Regions from separate parts of the Sus scrofa genome. Here all the other regions are linked to region 4. The links are chromatin contacts, called in public Hi-C and targeted proximity ligation maps. All regions are on one chromosome and are shown on one strand. The core of a region is the stretch at or near the end of the contact, and the rest is flanking DNA. Distances in the headings are between cores, read along the strand shown.

What was found. Hi-C and Micro-C count contacts between places; a contact is called where the count stands out from the background.
Region 1: a Hi-C map of subcutaneous adipose tissue shows a contact between it and region 4, with 2.3 times the contacts expected there. A contact is called at or near these places in 10 of 47 Hi-C or Micro-C datasets (embryonic fibroblasts, epiblast stem cells, fetal skeletal muscle and 6 more).
Region 2: a targeted proximity ligation map of alveolar macrophages shows a contact between it and region 4. A contact is called at or near these places in 1 of 47 Hi-C or Micro-C datasets (subcutaneous adipose tissue) and 1 of 2 datasets of targeted methods (alveolar macrophages).
Region 3: a contact with region 4 is called in a Hi-C map of liver, with 4 times the contacts expected there. A contact is called at or near these places in 1 of 5 promoter capture datasets (fetal skeletal muscle), 1 of 47 Hi-C or Micro-C datasets (liver) and 2 of 2 datasets of targeted methods (alveolar macrophages and skeletal muscle).
Region 5: a contact with region 4 is called in a Hi-C map of omental adipose tissue, with 2.5 times the contacts expected there. A contact is called at or near these places in 3 of 5 promoter capture datasets (fetal liver, fetal skeletal muscle and liver), 25 of 47 Hi-C or Micro-C datasets (adipose tissue, alveolar macrophages, brain and 14 more) and 2 of 2 datasets of targeted methods (alveolar macrophages and skeletal muscle).

What each region holds. Positions count from the first base shown.
Region 1 is chr4:96,109,908-96,113,354 of Sscrofa11.1, reverse strand. No RefSeq gene overlaps it. Among named protein-coding and RNA genes, the nearest start is that of S100A6, 13 kb to the right of the region's middle.
Region 2 is chr4:96,071,766-96,075,628 of Sscrofa11.1, reverse strand. S100A2 (protein S100-A2) reads right to left here and starts at 2,133. Exons shown (of 3, transcript XM_001929556.5): 1 at 1,979-2,133; 2 at 481-633. The coding sequence starts at 621.
Region 3 is chr4:96,003,838-96,007,554 of Sscrofa11.1, reverse strand. CHTOP (chromatin target of PRMT1) reads left to right here and starts at 1,941. Exons shown (of 6, transcript NM_001243268.1): 1 at 1,941-2,250; 2 at 3,420-3,501. The coding sequence starts at 3,437. S100A1 (protein S100-A1) reads left to right here. Exons shown (of 4, transcript XM_021089808.1): 4 at 198-529. The coding sequence ends at 341. S100A13 (protein S100-A13) reads right to left here and starts at 275. Exons shown (of 4, transcript XM_021089809.1): 1 at 175-275. The coding sequence starts at 182.
Region 4 is chr4:95,711,737-95,715,218 of Sscrofa11.1, reverse strand. JTB (jumping translocation breakpoint) reads right to left here and starts at 1,293. Exons shown (of 5, transcript NM_001128468.1): 1 at 1,074-1,293; 2 at 876-913; 3 at 589-671; 4 at 75-154. The coding sequence starts at 1,156.
Region 5 is chr4:95,972,863-95,976,569 of Sscrofa11.1, reverse strand. NPR1 (atrial natriuretic peptide receptor 1) reads left to right here and starts at 2,317. Exons shown (of 22, transcript XM_021089806.1): 1 at 2,317-3,707. The coding sequence starts at 3,587.

The DNA of each region.
Region 1 (3,447 bases), core at 230-2,729, 400 kb before region 4:
CCCAAATTGCAATTCTTTTTTTTTTTTTTTTGTCTTTTGTCTTTTTAGGGCCGCACCCTTGGCATATGGAGGTTCCCAGACTAGGGGTCTAATCGGAGCTGTAGCCACCGGCCTATGCCACAGCCACAGCAACACCAGATTCGAGCCACATCTGCAACCTACACCACAGCTCACGGCAATGCCAGATCCTTAATCAACTGAGCAAGGCCAGGGATTGAACCTGCATCCTCATGGATTCTAGTCGGGCTCGTTAACCACTGAGCCATGATGGGAACTCCACAAATTGCAATTCCTAAGAGCCCAAACAAAATTCTTTGTTCTCTGCAGCCTCTATGCTGACTGTTGTCCAACAACCCCCGACATAATAGGATGCTTAAAAAGAACTTTTTCAAGGAGTTCCCGTCGTGGCTCAGAGGTTAACGAATCTGACTAGGAACTATGAGGTTGCAGGTTCGATCCGTGGCCTTGCTCAGTGGGTTAAGGATCTGGCGTTGCCGTGAGCTGTGTTGTAGGTTGCAGACGCGGCTCAGATCCCCTGTTGCTGTGACTGTGGTGCAGGCTGAAGCTACAGCTCTGATTGGACCCCTAGCCTGGGAACCTCCATATGCCCTAGGAGCGGCCCTAGAAAAGGCAAAAAGACCAAAAAAAAAAGGAACTTTTTCAATTGTCTCCCTTTTTGCTGTGGCCCCAAAGCAGAGGACAAGGGCTTAAGTCTCTACACCTACTGAAGAGAGGCTCTTGACCAGCTATGGAGAACTTTTTGGGAAGGAGGTGGACCAAAAACACAGTGTCCCTACCTATCCCTGGGAGTGAGGCAGGGTGTTGGCAGGGCTGCTGTTTGATCCCCACATCATCCCCATGGAGGGGAGGGCAAGGCACTTCCCCTTCACCTTAACCCCAGTGAGAACCACGCAGGGCTTGGGCTGCATCCTGTGGACACCCAAACTCTCCTGGCAAGAAGCTGGCTGCCCCAGCAGCAGGAGCAGAGAGACCTGGGCACTTGTCCAGTGTTGTGCACAGTCTCCTTTCTACCAGCAGAGGGCGTCCTTATAAGGGCACCAATCCCTTCCTGAGGTTTCCACCCCCATGACCTCGTCCAAACCCAATTACCTCTCCCAAAGGCCCCAACTTCTAAATACTAGTACATTGGGGATCAACATATGAATTTGGGGGGAACAATGATTCAGTCCATGGCGGAAGTCAATATAGGATTTAAAGCTGCAGAACCAGCTTTGTTTGCCAGAAAGACAAATGTAACAGCAATGTGAAAGACAAACTGGGTTTAACTCATTTTTCCTTATGGTAGGGCTGCCACCAGCAGGGCTGTGTGGCTCAGCCCTAAAGAGGAGAAGATGGGGTCTGATGTATGGTCCAGCCAGCTCTCATCCAAGCCTCTGGTCACGAGGTTCTTCCAGGCAATGCTTCGGCAATCCCACCACCCCAGACCTTTTAGGCGTCTCCGGTAGGCAGGGACTCGAGTGGGGACTGAATGGTCAGCAGGGGGCACCAAAGGACCAGTGATTGGACAGTCACAAGGCTGCTCAGCCCTCTCCTGCCACGTGGTGAAAAGGAAAGCCGGCCAGGTTCCAGACCCTGGCACAGCCTGATCCCATGGGCTCCATCCTGGCCTCAGATAAGAGGTCCAAAGAGAAAGGGGGTACGGTTTTTCCTCCAAATTCAGGGAAATACGCACACGTGCGCGCACACATACCACACAACACACACACACACACACACACACACACACACACACACACACACACACGTTTTTTTAAAGGCTCTTCCTAGATGAAAGAGGTTTTTACTTACCAAACTCAGTAATTTTCCTGATCACGTTTTGGATCATAATTTTGTGTGTTCCTAAAGTAACACTGTGGCTCTGAGCTGCGAGCAAGGACATTTCTCAGAACACAAAATATCAAGCCAGAGCTGGATGTGAGGTCCCAGAACTGATTCTGATCTGGTAATAATTTCCACTCTTGAGAGTAACTCACAAGCTAGGACTGCATTTGTGAATATATTTACCACCGGTAATCTGTAACTGGGAAAAGGAATGGACGGAAACCATCTTTATGTCCAAAGTTAAGGGACAATAGCAAATGCTAAACATCAGCAGGAGGGAACTATACATCTTCTTAAAATAGAAACTACGCACTTGTAGGAAGATTTGGTCAGAAAACAGAAAGGTTTGGGGGTTTTTTGTGAGGGAGGGGGACGCATTAAAAAGAGCTTTGAGGTGCAGTGGAAGCGAATCCGACTAGGAACCATGAGGTTGTGGATTCAATCCCTGGCATCGCTCAGTGGGTTAAGGATCCAGCATTGCCTTGAGCTGTGATATAGTTCACAGACGAGGCTCAGATCCCCCGTTGCTCTGTCTGTGGCGTAGGCTGGCAGCAATAGTTCCAATTCAACCCCTAGCCTGGGAACCTCCATATGCCACAGGTGCAGCCCTAAAAAAAAAAAAGAGTTTTGACTCATTCCTTGAAGCAAAGCTTGTCTTCCCTCCCCTGAGAGAGTAAGAGCTGGCACAGGACCTTCCTGCTTGGTTGAGAATTTGATTGTTTGCTCTCTGGTTTAAAGAATAAGTGATTACAGGGGTTCCCTCATGGCTCAGTGGTTAACGAATCCAACTAGGAACCATGAGTTTGCAGGTTGGATCCCTGGCCTTGCTCAGTGGGTTAAGGATCCAGCATTGCCGTGAGCTGTGGTGTGGGTCACAGAGGCAGCTCGGATCCCATGTGTTGCTGTGGCTGTGGCTTAGGCTGGCAGCTATAGCTCCAATTAGACCCCTAGCCTGGGAACCTCCATATGCCGCAGGTGCAGCCCTAGAAAAAAGAGAAAAAGACAAAAAAAAAGAAGAAGTGATTACAATGCCTGTATTTCAGTATTTTGGTATATTGCCTAATTTTTAGGTACCAAAATATTAATATTATTTTTGTCCTTTTTAGGGCTGCACCCGAGGCATATGGAGGTTCCCAGGCTAGGGGTCAAATCAGAGCTACAGCCACCAGCCTACACCACAGGCACAGCCACACAGGATCGGAGCCAAGTCTGAGTCCTATGCCACAGCTCACAGCAATGCTGGATCCTTAACCCACTGAGAAAGACCAGGGATTGAACCCACAACCTCATGGTTCCTAGTTGGATTTGCTTCCACTGTGCCACAACGGGAACTCCCGGTATTTTTTTTTAATCTGAAATATTAACCGCTTATATGTTGAGATGTACCTAAGAATTTTAGGTTATATTAAAATTTCAAATCAAAGGTTAACTGTGTTAGGAAGCATTCTTCTATACCTCCATAATCTGCAAAAAGTGACAGAAAATGGCAATCAACAAAGTAAAGAGGAGTTCCTGTTGTGGCTCAGCAAGTTAAGAGCCTAACATGGTGTCCATGAGGATGCAGGTTTGATCCCTGGCCTCGCTCGGTGGGTTAAGGATCCAGCA
Region 2 (3,863 bases), core at 884-3,383, 360 kb before region 4:
CGTGTCTGCTACCCTACACGGCAGCTCACACAACACTGGATTCTTAACCCACTGAGCGAGGTCAGTGATTGAACCCACATCTTCAGGGGTACTAGTCAGGTTCATTACTGCTGAGTCACAAATGGGAAGTCCCTTATATTATACACCTTCTTAATTTGGCATGTAAATATAGAAAATGAGAGAGAGAGAGAGAGAGGGAGAGGGAAAGGGAAAGGGAAGATCACACTGTGTGACCTTGAGCCAGTCACTTCCCCTCTCTGGGCTCTGACAGCACCTCCATTGTCTGGCAAGTTGCAGGGTACACCAATAATAAAGCACCCACACATGGGTCTCCCTCTCACTCCAGGGAGGCCATGAAGGGCTTGACCCCACCCTGGGGTCCGCATCAGCAGGCCCTCCCCAAGAAAGGGAGAAGAGATTCAACCTGTGCCCCCCAGGCACCCGCCAGGACCCTCCCCAGCCCAGGCGGGCCCCACTCACCCCTACAAAGCTGGGCAGCTCCTTGTGGAGAAGTTCCTTCATCTCCCCCTTACTCAGCTTGAATTTGTCACCTTCTTGGCCCGAGTACTTGTGGAAGGTGGCAACCATCACAGCCAGCGCCTGCTCCAGGGGACTGGACATCTTGGATCTGGGCTGCAGGGGTGACAGGTGATGGAGGTGTCTCAGTCCAGGCTGCAGGACCCAATTCCGTCCTTGGGCCCCAAACCGCCTTGCCAAGCCTCTCTGAATGGGCAGGGAGAGCCACGTCTCCCCCTCAGCCTATGGCTCCCAGGGCAGAGGCCAGACCCCCACCTCACCCTGGGGGCAGATGCTAGAGCTTCCCCTGTGTTTGCAAGGGCCTCATGTCTCCTCCATCACACTTGGGGCCCACCCCTGAGGACAGGGCCCCCCCACCCTTTGAATGTCTGTGGAAAGGACATGACAAAATGTGGCCAGAGTCCCACCTGGGATCTACTCTGTGCAGCTCTGTGCCAGCCAGTGGCTCTGTGCCAGCACTGGGGAGACGGGCAGCTCCATGTCCAGTCAGTGGGGCACCCTGGGCTCTGACAGTAGCCAGGCCTACGCCTAGGGGTCCGAGGTTCCCTGAGGAGTCAGTTCCTCCCTCAGCCAGAGGGTGTCACTCTCCCATCTAACTGGAAGCTCCCTGGGGCAGGTCTGTTTCTTCCCTCAGACGAGGGCCTCTCAAGGGTAGGATAGAGCATGTGTCTCCCCTCATACTGGAGGCCCCTGAGCCAGGGGCACTGACTCTGTGCAGACAGGGCATGGGTCGGGTGGAGGCAACCGAACACCCGCCTCAGCCTCCTCCACCAGGAAGGCGGACTGGATTTAAAGACATGAAAAGCCCAGCACCCTAGGTTCAGGGTGGAATCTGGGACCAAGGATAGGCTGGGGATGTCAGCTTTTCCAAAGCCCTGCCTCTGGACAATGCCCAGACCAACCCGGGAGTGTTAGGCGGGTCCCAGGTTGCAGCCAGAGGCCCTGGGCTCAGGGAGAGCCCCAGGCCACCCTGCCAGCCCTGCCTTGGGAGTTGGGAGAAGACAGGAAGCCCAGGCCAGAGCTCCTCAGGGCAAGGACCCAGGAGGGCCCATGCGCTTGAGATCCCTGGCTCTCGTTCCTGAGTCCTGCTTGCAATCCAGGACTGTGCAAAACACAGACAAAAACAACAGGATTCTTATTAAAGCATCCCGACCCCCCCCACACACACACTTCATACTCCTGGGCCTAGACCCCCAAGAAGGTGCCTCTAGATGGCCCCCCAGACTGAGAGACCCAGGAGAGAGCCTCAGAATAACCCCTAAACTGAGACCTCACAGAGGAACCTGGAAACAGCCTCAATCGGAGGAGGTCCCCGCAAATGCGGAGAACCACAGAGGCCCCAGGTCCCGTCCAGAGGAGACAAAGATCAGGACACGGGGACAAAGACAGAGGCCCACGTGGGTCCTCCTCACCCAGCCCCCAGCAGGACAGAGATACTCACCAGACCTGACGGCAGAGACAGGCTTGGGAAGGAAAGTGAAGGGCCTGGTGCCCAGCGTGCAGATTTATATGCCAGCCCCACTGGCCCCCAACTTGGCCCTTTAAGGAAACCAAACCTGCCCTAACATGATTGCGCCAAAGCCTGGCATCCTGCCACCCCCACCCACTCCTTCCCAGCCCCCTCCCTCCCTGACACAGCCAGCTCCCCTCCCGCCTCTCACCAGGCCAAGGGCAGCTCCCTCCCCCTACCCCACCCAGGGCCACGAAAGGGAGCTGGAGGTGTCCTGAGGAAGACACCTGGGCGCCTGGGCGCAGGCCAAGGGGAGGCAGCCTCGTTCCCGGCATCTGGAGACAGACTACGCAGGCCTCGTTCCCGTGACGCATCCCTGAGAGTCACGGCTCATTCATGTATCAGAGCTGCAGGTGCACATGGGACTTCACAGGTGTGTGTGCGTGTGTGTTTGCTGGGAGTCAGAAGGTGACATCAGAAAGAAGAGAGCAGGGGCAACCTCAGAGAATGAAGGAAACAAAGTTACATGTATTTATTTATTTATTTGTTTTGCCCTCGCATGTAGAGGCCCCAGGCCAGGGATCGAACCTACACCACAGCAATGACCAGAGCCACATCAGTGAGAAGGCTGGATCCTTAACCCACAGAGCCACCCAGGAACTCCTAGAGTTACTTTTAATAGCTGGCACAAGAATACCTTTGAATGACACAACAAGGAAAGCAGGTGTGCTTAGAAAATACCTGGAAAGGCCCCCCCTTGGGGTAGGAAGGGGTCTGGAAGGAGAGAGGGAGGCGGTGAGAGGTGGCCATGGCCCCGTCGCCGTCAGCTGGGCTGAGCACAGTCTGGGTGTGAGGGGAAGCCCCAGGAGGGTTGAAGGGAGAGGAGGAAACTCGGGCCTCCTCCAGCCTGGGAGGTAGGCACGTGAGGAGGGACCAAACTGCTTCCCAAGCCAGGAGACCAGGCCTGGGGTGAGGCCACTGCCACAGCCACCCCACCCACTCCAACGGCCCCCTTTCCATACTCAGAGAGAGGCAAACACTGCAGCCTTTCAGCCCCAGCCCGGGGGAAGGGCTTTCAGGGCCGGGTAGGCTTCCAGCTACCCCTTCCCAGGCCCGGCTGGCCTGCCGCCCCATCCAGTCCGGGCACCGCCCTTCCTGTGGGCCCAGCTCCCCTCCCCCTCCAGATGGCCACCAGCCCCTTTCCCCTCCCCCAGCGCCCCTAGTCCTAGGTGACTCACTCGTGGTTCCAGGCCCAGATGCCCAGGCAGTGACTCAGCGGCACCGCCCTCCTCCCCCAGGGCAGCCGCAGTCCCAGGGCAGCCAGCCGAAGCCCCAACCCAGCTTGGGAGGGGAGGGCACCGCACGGAGACCCTTCTGCACATATTTTCAGCTCTACCCTAATAATCTTTATGTCTCCTTTCATCTCCACAACAGGCTACAGAATAGGTTCACTGTGGATTCCTGTTTCCTTGAAACCTGTGATTCTTAAATATGAATGTACCAAAGGAGAGGAGTGTCGGTCATGATGTCACAGCGAAGCTCAGACTGAGAACCCACAGACCATCAGACATGACGCCGGGCTGCGCTCCTACTGCGGGGGGTCACCATGGGACTTGGGGACAGCCTGAGCAGCAAAGATCAACTCAGGCCTTGGGACCCCCAGCTCCCTCTCCTACACCTCTGCAAAGCCACCCAGTGTCCCTCCTCCCCAAGGCACTTGGACCCCTCGTGCTAGGCTCCTCCCCATCAAAACCTATAGCTTGGAATTGCTCACGCTGAGGGTGGGGACCAATGGGGCGCAACACCTTGCTTTTCACAGCACTTCTTCATTCTTTTTTGTTTTTTGTTTTTTGTCTTTTGAGGGCCAAACCCACAG
Region 3 (3,717 bases), core at 692-3,191, 290 kb before region 4:
GTCGATAGCCTGGGAACCTCCATATGCCATGGATGCGGCCCTAAAAAAAAAAAAAAAAAGAAAAGTCTCATAATGAGACATAATTCTCCCTCTTGCTCATCTCTGCCTCCTCCTCTCCAGTCAAGCAAGTCCCATGCCCCTGACTCTGTGATATTCATCTCCCTGTCCACCTACCTCACCATTTCTTCGCTTCACAGGCCCAGAAGGATGCGGATGCTGTGGACAAGGTGATGAAGGAGCTCGACGAGAATGGAGATGGGGAGGTGGACTTCCAGGAGTACGTGGTGCTGGTGGCTGCCCTCACAGTGGCCTGTAACAACTTCTTCTGGGAGAACAGTTGAGCAGATGGTCCCATTGGGCAGCGCCCTTCCCCTCCACCCTGCCATACCTGCCTCTTCACCCTGCTTCCCCTTCATCCCGCTGTTCCCTCCCCACCTTCTCACCCTTGCCTACCCTCCAACAGGGGCGCAAGAGTAGTGGGCCAGGCCTGCAACTCATCTTTCATTAAAGGCTCCTCTCTCACCAGCCACCAGCTGCTGTCTCTGGTCCTTCAGGGTTTGGAAATGGGTGGGGAAGTGAAGGCTGTTCACTCCCAAATTGCTTTATTTGGGGAGGGATCTTATTTTGGAGAAAGATCAAGGAACCATTACATCTTCCTACTTAAGGAATGCTCAAGGCCCAGAAAGGTAGAGGCTCAAGGTTCCAGCTGGAAGTGGCAGAGACATCAGCTTTTCAGCTTTGAAGCCAGAAAAATTGCCCTTCAACTTTCGAAGAATATGTGCTGAAGACCTACCCCGTGCTAGACATTGTGTGGAAACTGGGAATACAGCAGTGAGCAAAACAAACACAACCCTCACTGTCACATAGGTGAAGTCCAGTAAAGGGTGCCAAACCATTAAACATACACGTATAAATGCTAGGAAGGAAAATGAAAGGATCTCATGCGCCTTTAAGAGAGTGGAGGTGGAACTGAGGACATGTTCATTCACTCATTCTTCCAACATCTGAGCCTTTTTTTTTTTTTGGTCTTTTTTTGCTATTTCTTGGGCCGCTCCCACGGCATATGGAGGTTCCCAGGCTAGGGGTTGAATCAGAGGTGCAGCCACCTGGCCTACGCCAGAGCCACAGCAACGCTGGATCCGAGCCGCGTCTGCAACCTACACCACAGCTCACAGCAATGCCGGATCGTTAACCCACTGAGCAAGGCTAGGGATCGAACCCGCAACCTCATGGTTCCTAGTTGGGTTCCTTAACCACTGCGCCACGACGGGAACTCCCATCTGAGCCTTTTATTGTGTGCCCAGGTATAAGGAAAATGCCATATAGGTCTGCATCAAAATCCACATGGAAGCTAGATGGAGGGAGAAGACATTGGAATAGGTTGCGGGGACGCAAAGCTTCCCCCAAATAAGAATTTAACAATCTTCAGGCCAAATTGGGAAGGGAAGTGAAGAGAAAAATATGGACGGGCAGTGGTGCGTGGTGCAGGATCCAGTGAGGTGTGCTCCCTGCACTGGTCCCCAGGTGCGTTTATGGCAACCCACAACTCTAAAAGGGGCGTATGCTGAGGGGGGAGCCAGCGCAAATTACACCGGCCCGGTGGCTCTCGGAAGAAAGACCGAGTCATGTCGCGTAAAGAATTTTAGTCGGTCTGCCTTAGCTTTAGGGGTGGAGGGACCCGCAATGAAATACGAACTTCTTTTCTTAAGAGGACCAAATCCGCCTTGAACGTCCCAAATCACCAACTTGCAGCCGCCTTAAAACCCAAGAGAGAATATATTGGCCACGCCCCTTCCCGGGTGGGGCTCGGAGTGTAATACAGCCTAAAGCCCCGCCTTTTCCCTGGAGCTCCGCCTCATCCCCCGCGCAGGCGTAACACAAATTTTCCCGCCTCCTGCGCTGTGCGCAGACCTGACGTCTGACGTAATGGCGTCGACGCCATTTTAGCCGGTCCCATTCCGCACTGGGCGTGGCGGCCATTTTGTTTTGGAGAGCGAGCGGGAGTTGGCGGCAGCGGCTGTGGTGAAAGGCAGGAAAGGGCACGCCGGGCGAGCAGGCGAACCGGCCGACCGGACAGCCACCCAGCATCAACGAACTAACCTAGCATTCTACCGTTTAACACATACAACCAACCGCCCACCAAGTTAATCCGAGCCCCTCCACCGTCAACTCAGGTTCGGCCGGCCCCCGGCCAGCCTGTCGCAGCCGTGGTGGCAACCCCGGGAGGAGCACTGGCGTCCGTTTCCTTCGGTACGTTTCTGTGGTGAGAAGGAGGGCAAAAGTCTTGGGGAGCGCCCGGGCCCGGCGGTCGTGGAGTGGGAGCTGGTGGGATGTGGAAGCAGATTGGGTGTCGGGGAGTGGAGGCCCCGGGAGGGGGCGGAGCCCCTGAGAGGGAGGCGGGGGAGGCCCCGAGCTGGAAACTCGCTGCTGGAGGTTGGGATTTGGTAGGAATAGAAAGGAACATTGCTGGGCGGGTTGAGCAACGTTGGCGGTCCCGGACGGGGCTTTGAGATGGGAGTTCAGAGGAGGACTACACGGCTTTAGGGAACGTCAGAATGCACTGGCAGCTGTAGAGTTAAATTTTGTGGCGTGCTCTCTGGGATCGAACTCCCAGGTGAACGCCCATTTAGGAAACCTTTCCTACTCCATCCCTCCCCCACGTCCCCAGTCCCTTGCTAAGGTTCCTGCAAGACTTTGGAGTTGAAAGCCAATTTGTAAACTGGTAAACCTGTATCATCTCTCTAGAGCAGTGGTTCTGAATTTTGGCTGCACATGAGAAGCAGCAAGTTAGACACCACCCCCCCTCCCCGCACCACCTTCTAATTGCTGATCCCCAGACCTCACCAGCAGAGATTGTGCTTTAAATGGTTTGGGCCGAAGCTTCTGTATTTTGTGTCTGTCTTTGTTGTTGTTTTGTCTTTTTAGGGCCGCATATATAGAAGTTCCAAGGCTAGAGGTCGAATTGGAGCTGTAGCTGCCGGCCTAGACCACAACCCACAGCAACGCTAGATCCTTAACCCACTGTGCGAGGCTAGGGGTCCAACCCACATCCTCAAGGATGCTAGTTGGGTTTGTGACCGCGGAGCCATGAAGGGAACTCCTGTTGTTGTTTTTTAAAGCTCCTTGCAGCCAAGGTAGAGAAGGACCGCTCTAGATGAAAAGCCAAACACTTTCTTTGGCTAGGTCTAGGTCTGCCATTTTTGGAGGCTTGGGCAGGTATTTTCTGTCATGTGGCCTTGAAGTTTATTAATTCCAGATAACTTAGCTTCTAAATGTAAGCACCTGAAATGAGTTTTGGTGTGATCTTCAGTAGTCATTGAGACAGGCCTATTCATTCATTTTTGGTTTGGGCCTTTGGCCCTGTTGAAATGAGGTAGTCATCATTCTGATTTGCTCACTTTGCCCATTGTCTTTTGTAGATTCTCGGGATTTGAAGATGGCTGCACAGTCAGCACCGAAAGTTGTGCTAAAAAGCACCACCAAGATGTCTCTAAATGAGCGGTGAGGCAGCCAACAGCAACTTCAGCTCGTTCATAAGAAAACATTACTTAAGTTGGCCCTGGGTCCAATGCACAAAAACCAGTTTTAAGCTAAATACCAACAGAAGGCTACAGACCTCTGTTCTTAGTAGCATCTTATGTGGTACACAAAACAAATTGGGCGGTTGTTTCAAAACCACTTATCAGTAGATTTTTATGTTAAGCTGTCTGAAATATT
Region 4 (3,482 bases), core at 44-2,543:
GGGACAATCTGCCTAAAGTCATAGGGAGCAAAGGAGGTGATCTAGGAGGTTTCAAGAAGAGAAGAAACACTTACCTCTTGAACTCATTCCTCTTAGATGAGCTGCATGTGATTTTCTCCACATACCCTGTGGAACTGCACTCAGGGGTAGTTTTCTGTCAGGAGGAAAGGACCAAAGCATATGTTAGGAAGTGGTGGCAGGAGAAGCAGAAGGCTGCCATTCAGAATGGGCAGGTGCCCAAGTGCTATGGCTCAGAGCTGGCAGGCAACAGAGAACTAATGAAGACTTCTGATGGCGATGATGAGGTGGTGGTTACATGATCAGGAGTATCTTTTAGCAAGAACACTTTGGGGCAAGACTCTAGGAGAGGTGACAGCAAGTTCTGGAGCCCACTGGAGTATAAATGAACCGAACACAGTTATTAACTGAATGTTGCCATTAACTTGAAAAGAGCATTTTTGGGGGGCGGGGGGAGGGGGACAAGTTCAGATGTGGACTTAGACTGCAAGGAAAAAGAAGACAAGACAATGCAAAGGCACACTTAGTTAATTTGATGTGAGGAAAGAGGGAGAGAAAACAGATACTCACAGCCTGGAAATTAGAACATGGAGCACACTCTTCTGCCACCACAAACTCTTCCACCAGCCAGCACCGCAAATTTGAGGTGCTCACTAAAGACGGAGAGAAAATGCAAGCCCCAGACTTCGTTCAGGAAGTATTTCTCCCCAAAGTTCTGCCCATCGACTTCCTAACCCCGCTGAATGGCCTCATTTCACGTGGTGCCGCCCTTTTCCACTCGTGTTCTTGGTATACGGGAAGATATAAACACAAAACAAAACAACTATAGGGGTGTCGGGTTCCTAGACATCACCCACCTGAAAGTTTCTCCTCGCGCACGGGAGCTTCTGCTTGGCTGCAGCGGGTGACGGGGGGGAAAGGGGCAAAAGTCAGTAGCCAGAAAACTGGGAACTGACCCACCTCCGCGGTCCAGGGACGGTCTCCCTCACCCCAGGGGGCGGGGACGACCCGCTACCGCCATCCCCTCCTTTTCCCTGCCCTCAGCCCCTCCTTACCAGAGCTTTAAAGTGAAAGCGCAGAGCAACCAGCAGAGGTGGTGGCCCTGGGGGAGGCCACGCCTCCCCGCGCCCGCAGGCATGGAGTGCTCAGCGTCGCACCTGTCGGGACACAGGGACCTGCTTGACTGGCCTCGTGCCTCGGTCGGAACGCAGAGGCGGCGCTTACTCAGCAGTCCTCGGGGAAGTTCCAATTCAGGGCTACGAAAAGCTGGTTTGCCTAACAGATCAAAGACTCTATCAGGACATTCCCATGACCACGGCAAGAAAAGGCAATAAGCATTTGTTGGCTAGGACCGTGAGTTTCCTTCGGACCCGTCAGATCCTCTCCAAGGGCCGAAAGGGCGTAGGGCCTAGCACTCCCTCGGCTCCGCCTCCACTCCCGGCGCAGCCATCTTGCTCCGCGCAGGACCCTGGGTTTTTCCAAAGTTAGGCCAGTCGTCGGAAGCGGAGGCCCGCGGGTTGCCTGATGGGCCTTGTAGTCTTCCGGGCTAGGTGGCGCCTCGCCGGTGCTCCCCGGGAAATGGATCCCCCTGCTTTTGTGCGGTGAGACGCGACCCATTGGCTCGACGCCCCGTTGCATTATGGGCCTGGTAGTCTTTTGCGGGAACTGGGGAAATGGCGGTGGTCGGGTTCGAGTTATCGGTTCGTTGCTCCCTAGGCTGTGGCTGGTTTGCTTTTCTGGGCTAGAACAGTGAGAAGTAAACGGAACTATACGTCTGCCTCTCAGGACTTTCTCCCTCCTTAATGGGATTCACAGGAATTCTCGTTGTGGCTCAGCGGTAACGAACCCCACTAGCATCCATGAGGATGCGGGTTCAATCCCTGGCCTCCCTCAGTGGGTTAAGGATCCGGCGTTGCAGTGGCTCTGTGTAGGCTGGCGGCTACAGCTCGGATTGGACCCCTAGCCTGAGAACCTCCATATGCCGCGGGTGCAGCCCTAAAAAGACAAAACACACACACAGGATTCACCATTAAGCATCGGACTTTTAAATACCCTTCTCCCTTCCCACCTCCATCGGAAGTCAAGGGGAGATCCTGGGTGGGCGGTCCAGAGATGGCAAAACTGCATTTTTTCCTCCTTCCAGGGGCCAGAATACCAGAGATCCAAGGTGAAAGTGAAGCCTTCCCCTGTCTCTGGGCTTTCACTCAGCTCTACCCAGGGTTCACCTCTCCTGTTAATTGCTAAATTAACCCAGAGCTGGTCCTTTGAATAACCTCCTCAGATGTTCTCAGCTGTCTCTTGCTCCTACCTAATGCAATGAGGAGAGCTTGAGATGTGAAGTCCCAAGAAGTGTTGAGTCCAAGTTCAGGTGCTTAAGCTAAATGACTTTAGGACTGTATCTGAATGGCAGTGTTCTGTGTCAAATGGAAATACTAATGTGCATTTTCTAGGTTTCGGTATTTTTTTTTGGCAAGATGCAAATGAAATGTTTATAAAAATACTTTATTCTCTTCTAATTATACTGCCTCACATTTACCTTTTAGAGTCAACATTTAGCTCACTGAAGTTGGCATTATCCTTGTTTTATGAATAAGATCAGAGTGTGTCACCTGTCCAAGATCACACAGCTAATAGAAGAGCTGAGGCTTAAGCCCAGACTTTCAGGCCACAGGTTTTTATTTTTCGTTTTTTAATTACTCAATGAATTTATTACATTTATAGTTGTATAATGATTGTCACAATCCAATTTTATAGGATTTCCATCCCATGACCCCAGCGCATGCCCCCACCCCCGTTTTTGTTTTTGTTTTTTGCCTCGCTTGTGGCATGTGGAAGTTCCCAGCCAGGGATGGAACTCGTGCCACAGCAGTGATCCAAGCTGCTGCAATAACAACGCTGAATCCTTAAACCCTCTGTACCACAAGGGAACTCTCCAGGCCATAGATTTGTGCCTGATTTCCATCCCCATGGAGTTAAACCTTGACATACATCCAGAACTGTAGTGATGTGACCCACATTCTGGGTTCATGCTTTACTATCTGATAATGTATTAGTCACTATCCTAATTGTGCCAGAATTTTTCACCTAGTTTTTCATATATGTATGTCTGTAGCCTCTCAGACAAATGGACCATATGAATGTTCTCAGTAGATGGAGAAATTTAAAATAAACTTTATATAAATATAGGCACTATTAATAATCTGTATCCATATCCCACCTTCTCAAAATCAAAACACTATCATCATTTTTTTTTTCTTTCTTTTTAGGGCCACACCTACAGCATGTGGAAGTTCCAGGCTAGGGGCCCAATCGGAGCTACAGCTGCTGACCTGCTCCAGAGCCACAGCAACGTGGGATCCAAGCAGTGTCTGTGACCGACACCACAGCTCACGGCAACGCCGGATCCTTAACCCACTGAGCGAGGCCAGGGATCAAGCCTGAAACCTCATGGTTCCTAGTTTTTT
Region 5 (3,707 bases), core at 1,068-3,567, 260 kb before region 4:
TTGTCATCCCCCCAAACCTGCTTCATCAGCGTTTCAACTAACAGGTTAATATCACTTAGACTTCAGTTATTTACATGCTGTCTTCTCTTCCTGAAGTCAAATTGATTCTACTTACAAAATATCTCCCTAAAGTCAACAACACTGTATTATACATTTAAAATTTTGCTAATAGGATAGATCTCATGTTAGGTGCTCTTAACACACACATGCACACACACACACAAAAGGACACAAAGAAACTTTTGGAGATGATGGAAATGTTTATTATCTTGATATTGTGGTGATGGTTTCCCAGGTGTATGCATATGTCCAAATTCATCAAACTGTATACATTAAATGCATACCGTTTATGGTATGTCAATTCTATCTCAGAAGTTCCCGCTGTGGCTCAGTGGTTAACAAATCCGACTAGGAACCATGAGGTTGTGGGTCCGATCCCTGCCCTTGCTCAGTGGGTTAAGGATCCAGCGTTGCCATGAGCTGTGGTGTAGGTCACAGACGCGGCTCGGATCTGATGTTGCTGTGGCTCTGGCGTAGGCCGGCGGCTACAGCTCTGATTGGACCCCTAGCCTGGGAACCTCCATGTGCCATGGGAGCAGCTCAAGAAAAGGCAAAAAAAAAAAAAAAAAAAAAAAAAAAGACAAAAAAAAATTCTATCTCAATAAAACTTTTTAAAAAATCTTCTGGAGCTTCCTGGTGGCTCAGAGGTTAAGGATCTGGTGTTGTCACTGCTATGCCTTGAGTCACTGCTGGGGTGTGAATTCAGTCCCTGGCCTGGAAACTTCTATATGCCCCAGCACGGACAAAAATAAAAAAAATAAAACCCCCAAATCTCCCAATCTCCTATCTACCTCTATAATCTCTGGAGCCCTCCTTGTAAGACAAAGACATTATGCCTGTCGCACAAAAACTTGCAGGATCAACCCTCTGCTGCCCCTTCTTGTCTCTCCTCCTCAGTTACAACCTCTCCTCTCCTTATAACCACATACCTACAACACCTTACATCCTAGATCAGGGTTGAAAACATACTGACCAGGGAGAGTAGGAACTATGATGAACTAGACTCATCTCAAAGAAGTAATGGATACTTGGTTCAGACGATTGTTCACGGAAAGATGCAGGACCTATATTACCAGCTCTCCAACATCTTAACACAAGTCAGAAATCCAATATTCATGTGCATCTGCTAATTTTTAAATGCGGGCAATTTTTTTTTTTTTTTTTTTAGAGCCACACCTGCAGCATATCAAGGTTTCCAGTCTAGGGTTTGAATCCTACCTACAGCTGCTGGCCTACAGCACAGAAACGGTGGTGCCCCAGCCCACTGGGAGAGGCCAGGGATTGAACCTGCAACCTCATGGTTCCCAGTCAGATTCGTTTCCCCTGCACCAGGACAGAAACTCTAAGTGTGGGCAATTAAATTAGATATATACAGAGAGCACAGGAGAATACAGGCCAAACAAAACACGCCTGCCATCTTAAGTTGGTCCATGGGCTACCATTTGCTCTAGACCATAAGAACATTCAAAATTCTCCTAAATACATAGGAAACATATTTCCGTATTCTGCTTTCTCTGCACAGAATATCTTTCTCATTCTCCTACCCTTGTTGAATTATTTCTCTTTGGGGATTTTCCTGGCTCCATTGCAAGCAAAATAGCCCTCATCTGGAGTTCCTGTTGTGGCTCAGTGGAAACAAATCTGACTAGTATCCACAAGGACCAGGGTTTGATCCCTATCCTCGCTCAGTGGGTTAAGGATCCAGCGTTGCTGTGGCTGTGGCATAGGCCAACGGCTACAGCTCAGATTCGACCCCTAGCCTGGGAACTTCCAATGCCACAGGTCTGGCCCTAAAAACACAATAATAATACTAATAATAACAACAACAGCAACAACAACACTTATCTGGACCTCCAGCAATTTACCCCTCTCTTTGTTGTAGTACTTACCTGACTTATCTTAGGGCTATTTGTCCCAAATTGATAGACCTCCGCAAAGGAATGGGGTGTGTGTGTGTAATATATGTACATATACACGCATATATATATTGCTCTTTATGTCCTCAACATCTAGCGGGTGTTTTTCTTTTCTTTGTTGTTTGTTTTGCCCGCACTTGCGGCTGTGGAAGTTCCTGGGCCAGTAATCGAACTCAGCCACAGAAGCGACCTGAGCCTCTGCAGTGACAACGCCGTATCTTTAACCCGCTGAGCCTCTAGCTGGTACTTAATACGTATTAGGTCCTCAAGTTTGCTGATCTTTGGTCCAGCTTCGGCACCGGGTTGCCGCTGTTGGCCCCACAATACCGTCAATGACTCCTTCTGACCATTAGAGGGCAGACTAATTCCACAGCTGTCCCGTCAGCGGCCCAGCCGTCAAGGGCCCCCCAACACTATCCTATTGACGCCTCCGCTTGTCTTTTGCAACAGTCTCTCGCCACCCCCACAAATTTGATTTTAATAATCCCCCTCAATACAAACCAAACACATACAAGCCGGGAGGGGCCCTGAGGCCACACCTCTTCCCCCGCCAGCCACCCACAAGCTCTCCCTCCCACTTCGTACAGCCTTTTGGGAATGAGAGCGTTAACTCTGCCCTTGCACCTGGTCCTTTTTCTCCACTAATCCGCTCAATTTGGAAGCTGAGGGTGGGTGAGATCCTAGATGGACTGGTCAAGGGGACTTTGGATTCACCTATTTTAATGCCTTTTCTAGAAACCCTCACCCTCCGGCCCCACCCCTAGACGTTCACATCCAAACACTCACTTTTTCGGGCCAAGATCCCAAACCGGCTCCTCCTCCTCTCTTTCCCAGACGGAACGAGGTAGGAGCGGAGGGACTAGGTGGGACGCAAGAGACCCCCTGTCGTTCCCACGCAAATCTCTACTCAGTTCTCCCTGAGAGGGAGCCCCTTCTGTGGATGCCGCTTCTCGAAGTAGGAAGACATTTGGCCGCGGAGAAGCGGGAAGACGGCCTAAGGAAAAGCGCTCAGGCCAAGGGGCTCGGAGAGGCGGCGACTTCTGGGAGGGGAGGAAGGAGTTAAAGATCCAGGATTGGCTCTACGGTCGCGGAGTCTGGGAGGGGAAGCGGCGGGGAGGGAGGGTTCGGAGCTTGGCCTGGGTCCTCCCCTGTCCCCCCGGACTGCGGGAGACTTGGGCCGGCCGGACGCCCCTTCTGGCACAGTCTCTGTGCTAGGCGCTCACGCACACACACACTCCCTTTTCCCTCCCTCGCGCCCTCTACCATCCTTCTCCACCGAGCGCTTGCTCACGCTTTTTCTCTCTCCTAACACACGCGCACACACACATAACACGTTCTCACTCGCACTCGGGTTCTTTCTGCCCCGGAGCTCTCCTCGCACCCACCTGCTCCGCCGCGCCCTCGGCGCACCCCTGGGTCGCGCGCCCCTGGTGCTCCTGGCGCGGACTGTCGCAGCTGGAGGGGGCAACGTGCTCCGCGGGGAGCGTCCCCGCCCCGCTCCTCCTACCTCCCACAGGGGCGCGCCTGGTGCCCAGGACCGGCCACTGAGGCGGAGGGGACGCTGGAGGCCATGGTGGGAGCGCTCGTCCACCGCGGTGCCCGCTGAGGCCATGCCGCGCCCCGGGCGCCCCTTTGGCGCCCGCCTGCGCCTGCTGCTGCTCCTGCCGTTGCTGCTGCTCCCGGGCAGCTACGCGGGCAACCTGACAGTGGCCGTGGTGCTGCCGCTGGCCA